Linked DNA regions of Gossypium hirsutum: all the other regions are linked to region 3. Evidence: chromatin contacts called from public Hi-C data. All regions are on one chromosome and are shown on one strand. The core of a region is the stretch at or near the end of the contact, and the rest is flanking DNA. Distances in the headings are between cores, read along the strand shown.

What was found. Hi-C and Micro-C count contacts between places; a contact is called where the count stands out from the background.
Region 1: a contact with region 3 is called in a Hi-C map of leaf, with 2.6 times the contacts expected there. The contact joins the promoter of LOC107913413 here to the promoter of LOC107913456 in region 3. A contact is called at or near these places in 3 of 34 Hi-C or Micro-C datasets (callus and leaf).
Region 2: a contact with region 3 is called in a Hi-C map of leaf, with 2.0 times the contacts expected there. The contact joins the promoter of LOC107913411 here to the promoter of LOC107913456 in region 3. A contact is called at or near these places in 3 of 34 Hi-C or Micro-C datasets (all in leaf).

Annotation. Positions count from the first base shown.
Region 1 is chrD11:33,796,908-33,801,128 of Gossypium_hirsutum_v2.1, reverse strand. It overlaps LOC107913413 (40S ribosomal protein S6), which reads right to left and starts at 1,811. Exons shown (of 6, transcript XM_016841988.2): 1 at 1,659-1,811; 2 at 1,498-1,562; 3 at 902-959; 4 at 704-812; 5 at 346-618; 6 at 1-206. The coding sequence starts at 1,664.
Region 2 is chrD11:33,618,425-33,622,581 of Gossypium_hirsutum_v2.1, reverse strand. It overlaps LOC107913411 (protein SCAI), which reads right to left and starts at 2,606. Exons shown (of 9, transcript XM_016841984.2): 1 at 1,883-2,606; 2 at 800-1,012; 3 at 459-701. The coding sequence starts at 2,374.
Region 3 is chrD11:34,128,322-34,132,131 of Gossypium_hirsutum_v2.1, reverse strand. LOC107913456 (ABC transporter G family member 1) reads right to left here and starts at 1,441. Exons shown (of 8, transcript XM_016842042.2): 1 at 907-1,441. The coding sequence starts at 1,252.

The DNA of each region.
Region 1 (4,221 bases), core at 562-3,061, 330 kb after region 3:
GAGCCTAGATCTCTTCTTGGCCAAGCTCTCACTCCTGCGCTCACGCTGTTCCTTCAACCTCTGGGCAAGGAGCTTCTGGTATTCAGCAGCATCAGCCTTGGCCTTTGCAACTCTCTTCTTCTTCTCTGCAATTCTGTCACGCTTCCTCTGCAAGGTCAACGGAGTCACCAACCTCTGAATTTTGGGAGCCTTGCTTACTTTTTTACCTGCATTCCAAAAAAGTGTTCTTTATTTTCAACTAGGGGAGCAACTACTATCATTAACTTATTTATGAAAAGCAAATCACTGACCAAAACTCATTCCCCAGGAAACTCAATGAAGCACAAACAAATATTTAGTACTCACCAGATTTGGTTGTAAAGGTTCGGCGATATGTATTAACATATTTCCGAACATCATCTTCCTTAGAGAGGTTGAACAACTTCCGGATTTTCGAAGCTCTCTTTGGACCCCTCATTCTTGGCTTCTCAGTGTCGGTCAATCCAGGAAGATCATTCTCACCCTTCTTAACAATAACCAAGTTCAGAACTGAAAGATCTTGACTAACAATGCATCCGCGAACTGACTTCCTCCTTCGCTCTCCATTTCTCCTACCATACCCACGGAAGCAGGGAGTACCTATTCAAAGAAAAACAATCGGTCAACAAACAAAAAACATTTCTATACAAACAAACAAATGCAAACTAATTTGCAGTCTACAGACCTCTGTGAAGCAAAAGACGAACACGACCTGGAGTCAGAACTCCTTGCTTCATTGGAAAACCTTGCTTGTCACAGCCTCCCATTATCTTGAACACATAGCCCTTAAACTCCTGTTAAATGATATGAAATATGAGCAAACTGCAGTTAAGATGGCCAGATTCAAAAGCATAAAGAAACTAAAAGTAACTTGGAAACATACCTCACCAAGGGCATCACCACTGACTTCTTGGGAGATCCTCTTGTCAAAGAAGGCTCGGCTGCAATATCAAAGTTCCAAGGTCAGAAATTTTTCTTCCTTGGGAACAAATACGCTCACAGTACCTCGCCCCAAGAGGCTAAATGTAATAAGCATACTGTTAAAACTATGGTTAAAGAGTACAACACAGTTGAATTTCCTTTGCATTGTGGTAGTTTGACAAGAACTAGTCCCAAAGGGAAACCTAACTTAAAAAATATATAGCAAGAGAAAATATTTGCAAAATGCACTATGCTAGCTCATTTTTTGGGAAGTATAAACAACTTTTGCCTTCCACTTTGCTTTACAAATTCTATTATTAGCAAAAAATTCATATAAAATTCATTAACCTATTTTCTACCTTTGAATTTGCTTCTTCCACCCATATTTTGCGCATCTCTAAATACTCTAAAAATTCAATCTCACTCAATACAGAAAGAAGCATGACTCAACTGGGTGTTTTTGCCGGTCAAGATATAAGACTAATATTGAAATTTAGAGCAACAAAATAAAATTAAACCGAACAATTTAAAAACAAAAAAAAAAAAAAAGAAAATTACAGTTTCTGGTCATCGTCAATTTCCAGCTTCTTCTGGCAGCCAGTAGTCGGATTTGCAATATTGAACTGAAACAAACAAATGAAGAGAATCAACAAAAACCCAAAAGGGGCAGTAATATATTCTTTTTTCTTAATAAAAAGAAGCGGAAAGAGGGGAAAAACCTTCATTTCTGTTTGATGGTTGTTTAGAAAACAGACCCTGGGTAGAACTGCCGCCGCCGCGACTGCTGCTGCTCTCTTGCTGACTTAAGGGTTCGAGGGTTAGGGTTTTCGGGGAGGTTTAAATATAAAGGAAAATAATCTGGTGTTATTAGGGAAGTCTATAAGTTGGTCCGAGTCAACCCAGATTCACGAACATGGATATTTTGTGGGTTCAGATTTACTTACCGCTCATTATAAGCCCAAAGTTAAATTTGATCTATCAGGCCCGTTAATCCGTGGATGTAGCAAAAAAAATTAATTTAGATTGATGGTAGTGTAGTTATTAAGATAGTAATTATATTATAAAGTATGTAAAATGTAATTATATAGTTATATAATTTTAAATTATAAAAATACTAATTATTATAAAATTATTAATAATAAAAAATTATTTAAATAAGTAACAATTAAAATCAAATCATTCTAAATAATACATTAGTCTAATAAAATATTTAACAATACAATTATCAATAAAATTAACAAGAAAATAAATATCTCATGCAATTTTATCTAATTACTCTAACATTCCATATTCATTAAATTACTCTCTCTATCATTAAATATGTACTTATTTTTATCATCATTAGGTCCTTCGTCAAGTACAAATAATTAATAATAAATACTATGCAATTTTAAATAAATTCAGTATAAATAAATTATAATATATATACTACTGGTTTTTTTCTTGTTCAAAGCATGGGTTTATCTTGATATTATTTTAAAAAAAATTGGAATATACATATATTTTCTCAAATAGTAATAAAAATTAAAAATATATTTTCTCTTATTGTATTTATTTATAAAATAGACTTTGAAATATAACAATAATGATTTTTTTATAATTATTTTCTACAAAATAAAATGTATAATTGGTTAAATAATTTAATTTATTTTATTATTGAAATGTAATTTTTTAGAACAAATAAAAAATAATAGAGTCTGATTTTGTAATTTTAATAAAGAAATTTTTTAATTTTTTAAAAGTTTGAAAAGAATAAGTACTTAATTTAGGAATATTGAGCACTTTAAAATAATTTAACGAAAGATGGATTGGTTTAAAAAGGAATTTATCCATTTGCAAAAGTTATAAATCTTTATTTTATTGAGTTACGTTCATTTGGCATAAGATCGTTTATTCTAATTGAATGAAAGAATATTTTTTTGTTTATTTATTTTTAAAATTATTATTTCAATTTGATAAAAAATGAATATAATACTTGTGGTTAAAATAAATAATTTGTATATAGAAGTTAATTTAAGAAAATAGTCATATAATGATGATGATATGCGTCAATTAATATTTGGTTTTAATTATTATTTAAAATTTGGTTTTAATTTTATACATAAATAACAATTTTTTTATTGATATCTTCACCTACATAATTTTAATTAATAATAAAATTAATTATCTTAAATTTATAAATAATATTATTTGAAAATTTTCAAATATTTAATAGTTTTATAAAATTAAACTTTAATCCATTAATATAGGTGCGATGCTAAACTTTGGGGTATTTTGATGCCCTTACATTTCTTATAGAATGGTAGTGGAGAAAATTTTGATATATACAGATAATCTTGAGGTGGTCCAGGCAATAACAACAGGCACTCCAACTATTTCTTCCTCCGCTTTGGTGAGGCGAATCTAAAAGTTACTACAAAATAAAGAATATTGGGTGGTTAGACACATCTTAAAGGAGTCTAATTGTGTTGCTGATAGGATTGCTAAATTGGCCCTTGCTGGTATGGCAGGAATCAACGTGTTGACAACTACCCTTATGGATTTATTAGAACTCATTGATAGAGATAAAACAAATGGTGCTTTTGATACTCTAGGACAAAGTTGAGTCCCTTTAGTTTTTATTTCACCAAAAAAATAATGTATTATTATTTTAAAATTATATTCCATTTTGAAAATAACAAAAATATGGAGGTAAATAACACAATTACCATGTTTAAGTATGTCATGTATCAATAACTTAAGCCTCCATGTCACTTGAGACATAAGACCTTGTAATATATATCCTATCTATGTTGTTAGCTCTAGTTTTTTTTTAAATATTTTGATATAACAAAAAGTATATTAAACATTTCCTACTTAGATTTGCAAAAATTGTTTATAAGTCCTTAAAATTATTTTCAAATTGTTGGACAAAATAAACTTTTAAAAAAGCCTTGAATTAACTTAATTTTTAACGAGTCTTTGAAGCTTGAAGGACTTCTACCGATACTTGTCCACCCAAGTATCTGTAGAACTCAAGATAGAAAGACCTTGAAAAGGCTACAAAATTCTACCAGTACAACTGGGAGTTCTATTGATACAACTCTGGGTTCTACTGATATAACCTAGACTTCTATCGGTATAACGCATTCTAGTGAGCAAGGTAGTTTTGGCTTGGGACTTCTACCGATACCCTAGTCTGACCTATCGATACAATCGGAGTACTACCGATACCTTGATGGCTTCTACCAAAACAAGCCAAGTTAGTAGCCAAAGTTCAACATCTCTTACACTTCTACCGAA
Region 2 (4,157 bases), core at 1,357-3,856, 510 kb after region 3:
CTAGACTAAACATGTAATCAAACAAGCCATAAGAAGAGTATGCCATTGATAGACAAAAAAACGCAGTGTCTCCCATCACAAATAGAACACACAGTTAACAAGTTTAATGAAGCCATTTGCAGCATATCAGACTTCAACCTCTTCCAAAAATAGTTAAAGAACCTAACACCTAGCTGTGAACAACAACCATGTTCCGAGGGGTTCAATTCTCAGAGGAGACAATCAAAATTTTTTATTTTTTATTTTCTTTTTCAACTCAGTTTGATTACTGAAAGAGTATATTAGATGTCGGTTCACCTTCCTTGGGAAGATACAAGAAACCTTGGAACAGAGTTGTGTAAGAAAATGTCTAAAAGCCACCTAAAACAATCTTAAAAGAAGCGCAATAGCCTAATTATCTCCTGCTAACAGAAAAAATTTTACAGTCACAAGTTCAGTTAACAGGATTTATAACTCACTGCTATCAAATGTGTCAGAGATGGTCGATACAGGATAGCCTTCCTGGGATTTGGAGGTAGAGCGGGGTCAGTCATGTCTGCAGCCAAATTCATATCAATTAGTCCAGAAGCTCCAGAATAATCAACTGCAACACCATTCTCCTTTGGTTCAGCAGGATGCTTCTGGTAAAATGATCCACTAGGCTCCCATTCTAAACACTGCAGCATTCTGTATACATCCAGAGTAAGTTCTGCGAACTTTACCTGAAAATGACAAGAATAAAAGATTTAGAAAATCTCAATTTGAAGGTTTCAGTACAACTTAAAAATCAAAATGATCAGACCAAAAATAAGTCTTTCACCTCATTCCGGTGATAACTCATCAGGATAGCACCCCGAAACTTTAGAACCTTCTTTGCATGGAATCGAGCTACATATGGAACAGAATTTGGATGACAGTTGAGCATAGCACAGTACCGAAATGGCCTCGAACTTGGAATGGTAAAAGTAGTATCAATGTTTATAAAGCGGAGAATTTCTTGCTCTACTAGCTTCCACTCTTTAAAGTTTGTTTCCTGGAAAATAATAAATAAGTAATCATATGCACTGATCAGTATCTACCACATGCTGTCTGAAGTTAATAAGCTTCCCTCTAAAACTATAACTTCCTTATAAATTACTCAAGCATCCTCTAATATACTGCACAGCACTCAATAATGTGTTCACATTCACCAATTTAAACAAATATACTGAAAATCTTCCATTTCAAATACTATGGTTACCTACTCGGTGGGAAAGAATAACTTTTTTTTTCTTGGAACAGTGAAAGTGCAAAGAAAGAATCTAAGTCGGCCTAAGAAATGCAAAAATCTTTCAATTCTTGCACAATTCTTTTTTCTAAAAAAAAATGTAACAGAATAAACTTAGACATAAGCATAAACAACATCGGAATTAGCTCAGTCATCACTGCCAAACAACTGTATTTCCTTTTTATTTTTATTGCAACACAGTGAAGAAGATATTACAAAAATAAGGAAAAAAAATGAGGCAGAGGAAATAAAGCTGAGTAATGCATTAATTTTCCCAGATTTAGATTATTTATGAAAATGTAGATTATACTTCTTAACGAAAGTTTCCTGAACCCGATTCTTACTATTCATTTGGGAAAAAGGAAAAGATTGAGTTCTATTTTGAAATTAATTTATTGGTAATTAAATGGTAATCGATAACACTCAATGAACTCCCTTTCATGTTCTTAAAATTATTTTAAAAAAAAACAATTTATGTCTTCTTAGGTAAACCTAAATTCTATTCTTACTATTTATTCATAATTTCCGTTAGCAGCCAAAAAGCGCAGAAGAGAACTGAAAAAAGCACCATAGCCAACAATAGCAAATAAAAATTCAGCTTGAAATTCTAGAAATTAAAAAAAAAATCGTTTTTACCCGGAAATTAGCCTTGCAATCATAAATAAGAGCTCTAAGCTTTTCGACGACAACTTTCACCATCTCGGTCCGGTTCAAAATCAACGAAACCAGCAAAAACCGGGCATAAAATCTCAACTCCTTAAACCGAACTCGAAGATCCTTCACTCCACACCCTTCGAAATACCTTCTCTTCAAAATCGCTTCATAGAAAATGTAGGCTTCGACCAGAAACCTAGCCTCGCTCGTCCTCATGTACTGGCCGAAATACAGCTGGCCGATCCGACCGGCGATTTCGCCAATCTCCCAACGGTTCAAACCGGCTTTGACAAGCTCGGGTCGGTGCTCTTGCTGGTACTTCCATAACCGCATATAGGCTTTGAAGACTTTCTGGAAATAGTGTTGGCCTTGTGCTCGTCCGTACGACGGTAAGTCCCGGACTCGTGCGAATTTACGGTCCGCGCTCTCGACGAGAGCTCGGAAGGTTTTGGGAACGACGTCTTCCTCCGCCATGTACGGAACAAAAATCTAACACTGATTTCAATAAAAAAAAACAGTCAAGAGACTCAGCGGCTCGTTAGGGGGATCTGACGACTGTTACGGTGGACATCGGGAAATGTTTTAGAGAAGTCTAGAGAGAGAAAGAGAGATACTGTGTAGACTTTGTTGAGCTGAGCTGTAGTTTTTATGGGTGTCAGCGTAATATTCCCTTTCTCTTTTCTTTTTCTTTTTTTTCTTTTTTTTTCCTATAACTGATTTTTGGATTTGTAAGGTTTTATAAATTCAGTAATTTACAGTGATAGCGTTGGTAATTAAAGCACTGATTTCAGTGATTTGGCGATGTGTCATCATTACTTCCTGTGGGGACAAGTGTTTTGTATGAGTAAAATAGTCTAAAACAAATAGACTGTCCGATTATAATTGGGAAAAGAAATGAGAAATCAACGGCTCCTATTAATTATGCCACCAATATTCTTTAATATTATTAACTGGTACACCTACCATTTGTATAAAAACAATAATATTTAAGTCATATTTTTTAAAATAATAATTATTTATAAAGTAATAAAAATTAAATAATTTTATTAATTAGAATTTGATTTGTATTAAACACTTAAAAATAAAATAAATCATTTATATAATTCCTCTTTGTTTTAAAAGTTTGGTGTTGTAATATTTTTTTCAATCATTTAATTAGAATAATTGAATTAAGGATGGGTTGAATTATTGTTTTGAAAAAAAAATCAAATTGATTACATTACCTTTTGTTTTTCAATATATTTAATTTTTAATGATTTTGTTAATTAAAGAAAATTTATATAAAAAGTGGAAATGAGTTAATAATCTGTGTGGCAGATGATTTATTAAATTCTTAATTATGATACAGTATTAAATAAATTAAGAGTTCTTTTTTTTTGGTTAAATCCGCGTCATGGGAATTGTTCTTTCGTTGGCATTCTTACCAGTTTGATTATAAGATACAGCGTACGATTACATTAAAAATACGATTCCAGCATTATACGAAATTTTTTATGTACATATACATGAATATACGAATTCTGAGCACATGAATGCCTGTCTGGCATTTCTAGATGGAAACAAGGACAGCATATTTTGGCAGAAAAAAACAGTTAATTTCTTTTTCATATTAGAAGTCTCTTTATACATGTGCAATTTGATATCAAAATTTAAACCCACAAGTTTCAAACTAGAATTCTTAACTCCAAACATCAATTAGATAATGTGAGTGAAAAATATAAAGTTTGACAAAGGATATGTTTTGGATTTTCTGTTTTCGAGGTCTCTAAACTTCGGTTAATGGTAAATATTCCATATAATTTTGTATAATTTTTATTCTTTTTAGACTTATAAATTAACGTCTTTTATTATTGTAGCAACAATGGATCAATTGGTTGGCGTAAGCCATAATGGTAACTTAGGAAGCACATTAGAAAGCTTGATCAAATTTATTTGAGATGTTCATAAATTACATCAGATCTCAATTTATAATTTTATTTTAATTTTTATTTATTTTAAAATTAAAAATATTTTATGTTAATATTTATATATTTGTAAATAAATTTGGTTTTGATGGGTGATGATTGATACTAAAATTCTAGTTAGGAGTGTAAATAAAATATTAGTGCTCACAAGTTACTCGAGTTCAATTCCAAAAATATTGAACTCGGTTCGGTCATTATCGAGCCAAGCTTGAACTCAAGTAGCTTAAGTTATCGATCGAGCCAAATTCGAACTTAGTAATACTTGACTCAAAAAGCTCGAGAGTCTTATCAAG
Region 3 (3,810 bases), core at 192-2,691:
GATAATCACCTTTTTGACGTGTTATCTCTATATAAAATAATGTTTTAATTCTCTATTTAATTTTTTTGTCTCTTTTAATTTTTAAATTTATATTTTTTATTAAATCATCTTAAAATAGATGAAAAAGTTAATGTTTGTTAACTTTACTAACATGACATACATGTGGTTAACTTGTCAACATTTTATTTTTTTATTAAAATTTTAAAAATATATTTTTTATAATTTTATATTTTCTTAATAATTTTAATTATTTTTAATTTTAAAAAATAAATTTTATAATTCTTTTAAAATTTTTTAATTTCTAAAAGAGTAATTAAATGCTTACATGTTGTCAATGTGATAATCAATTCATGTTTATTCCACGTTAAGAAAATTAACAAATGTTAATTTTTTCAATTCATTTTAAAGTGATTTAACCTAAAAAATACAAATTAAAAGACTAAAGAAACAAAAAAGTAAATAGATTAAAATAACTTTTTTATAAAATTAGAAAGGCAAATAAATATTTATGACTATTTTTAAATCTCACACCAATATTGCTTGATATAAACAGCAACGTGGGGAGGGGCATTTCGGATCCTTTTAGTGTTCTTTCTCCAATTTTTTTTTGTACTTTTGGCATATTCATAGTTAAAAAATAATAAAAAAAGATTTGGCTTCTCCAAATATGACTCGATCATATTATATGTTTTAAGGCTTGAAAAGTGACCTACCCATCAACAATTCCCATTGGCTATGATCTAGCCATTCTGAAACATAAACTTGTTGTTTACTATTAATTTGTACTGGTAGTATCTTCAACCCGAAGTTGTCCAAAACTAGTCAAAGTGATGCACATGCCAATGCAAGAAACCCTTTTGGAAAATGAAAATAAAAAAGCGAAGCAAAGATGTAAAGATATATGACCTGCCAGTGTATCAAGAAGGGTTGACTTGCCACACCCTGAAGGTCCCATGATGGCTAACATCTTCCCTGGCTCAGCATACCCAGTGAGCCCTTGTAAGATCGCCCTGCTTCCCTTTCTCCCCTTAGAAACAGTCACCCAAAGATCAGCCCATGTCAAGAAAACGCCTTCACCTGGTTCTGTCTCAATCCTGAAAGACGGCGCTTCATTGTAGGAACCGACTCGTCCAGAAACCATGCTTTCTATCTCCAAGTTGTCATTCTCTGCTGCTTCAGGCTGATGGTTTTGAGAAGAATGTTCGGGGCTTGACCCCGGTGTCCATGTTGGGACGATGACCGAGGAATCCATTCTGAATAGTGAACTAAGTTAATGAATCAGAAGATATTGAGTGAAGCAACAGCCGATCCGATTATTTTATAGTGATGGTGATGCGTTTATATCTTTATATCGTACACGTGAAGATGCAAGACTTTCCTACTGAGGAACATATATTCAAAAAGTATTATATCTTTATAAGGTGGTATTGCAGCACTGCTATTAGCAGACAATTGTAGAATTGGTGACTTTAGTTTAAAGGTAAACAGGGATCCTATCGAGAAACACATTTTAATTACTTTTAGTTAATAGAAGATTTTGTAAGTTTTGCAAGTTTGAAACGTTAAGCATATTATACCGGTGCGGTGAATTAGTAAGTTGGTCAACTCTGATTTTTAAAACCACATAAATTAAATTGGTGAGTTGAAAAAAAGTTAACACGCGGATAACGTGGATAAAATCAACCCAAAGTTATTTCAACTCCTGCGTTGGTTCCGGTTATAATGTGTGGTGGGTAATGGCAACGGCGGGGATATTTTTTAATATAATTACATATATTTCAGTCCGATTTATGATAGGAGTATATATTAGATAATATCAACAACACATATATAATAAAAATAATTATATATTATTATTTATTATTATAAAAAAATAATCTAAACTAAAAGTGATCTAATTTGATAGGCTAGTTATAATGCCCCGAAAGTTACTACAGTAAGGAAGTGAAATATTATCCTTCATATAATAAAATAAGGAAATAAAGTGACAAAAAAGGAAATTTTGAGTTATGCAAGCAAAATCTGTTTGGGAAGTATATTATGATATATTAATTCAAGAAATGACTAAATCGCAAAAGTGAGAAAAGTTTTGTTGCCTAAGAGTAAATACTCAATATTTGAGGGGTTAAAGTGTAAATATGAAAAAATTTGAAGGACCAATAGTACAAATATTAAGGGTGGAAGGATCTAGAAACTAAGGAAAATGGATGAATTAGGACCAAATTAAATAAGTGGAAAAAGTATAAGGGGTTAAATCATAATTTTACTAAAATGAGTGATAAGTCAATGGAGGAATTTTGAAGGATCATAAGGGGCAAAATGATCATTTAGCAAGGAAGATGATTTTGAAAAATAATAATGACGTTCGTGATATTTTAGATTAAATAAATAAATAAATATTAGTTTATTAATATTTAATTTTACATTTATTTATATTTTATTAATTCTTTTTTAGTATATAAGGAAAGAAAGATGAAGAATTCTCTTCATCTTTCCATGTTCTCAACGTGAGAAGAAGAAGAAAGAAAGAAAAATTTCTTTTCTTTACAATTTGGTTATTTCACCAAAAATTTACCATTTTCACTTAGAAATTAAAAGAATTTCCATAACTAGCAAGAGAGAAAGATAATAAGGAAACTATGGGAGCTAGAATATCAAGTTAGATTCAAGAAATAAAAGTTGGAGAAGAGAGAAAGTTAAGTTAAAGTTTGGTTTCAAGAGAATAACGTATGGATGTTAAGGTTTTATTTTATTTTTAAGTTTAGTAGTGATAGAAAAGCATAAAAATGAGCTGTATTGAATGCCATGAATATTCAACTAGTATGAGTTTGCATTAGAAATGGTTAATTTGCATGTTTTAGGCTCAGGGACTAAATTGAATTAAAGTAAAATTTAGGGGTAATTTTGTAAAAATGTCAAAAATGATCAAATTGCATGAAATGAATTGTTTTATTGTCTAAATTAATATATTGAAAGAAATTATTAATTTATATCAAGTGGGTTTAGAGCTTTAATTTTGTTGTATGATGACTATATAAAGTGATTTTGTTAAATATTGATTTTATGATCAAATTGTGAAAAGGTTAAAAATATTAGGGTTTTGTATTAAATTTTTTATTTTATTAAGGGTTGTATGATAGCCTAGAATATTTGGAAAAAATTATTAATTGAGAAAAATTGGTTGATTTGATTGATTAACTAGTTAAGGGACTAAATTGCAAAAGTTATAAAAGTTGGGATAATCATGTAATTCAAAAAATTGAAGGGTATAAATTGTGAAATGAATTGGAACTGAAATATATGATAATGAATGAGTAATTTTATATTTTAGATCAAGATCCCGTAGATACTCGTGAAAAAAGGAAAAATAGTGGAATATTCCCTGAACTCCTGCAATTATTACAATTCAATTCAGGTAAGTTCGTATGAACTGTATTCTATATAATTTTGGTTAAAATGAACGTTAATTGGTGATTGGTAATGTATATATGTTCTCTTGTTAGAATTGAATTGTTGTTAAAAAAATATTATTGAAATTAATACTCAGTTTGGATTGAATGCGAGATTTAAGTACATTCGTTATATGGCGCATGACGGCATTGGACGAAAATGACTGTAAATTACCCAAGTAAACCGGGGTTCAACATTTGTTTCGAGCTCTTGTGTTTTACTTTCTGTTTAACTCTTACGAGCTTATATTTAACTCTTATGAGTTTCCGTTCAGCTCCTATGAGTTTCTGTTCAACTCTTAAGAGTTTCTGTTCAGCTTACGAGCTTCTGTTAACGATGTACTCATATCTGTAAGTCGTT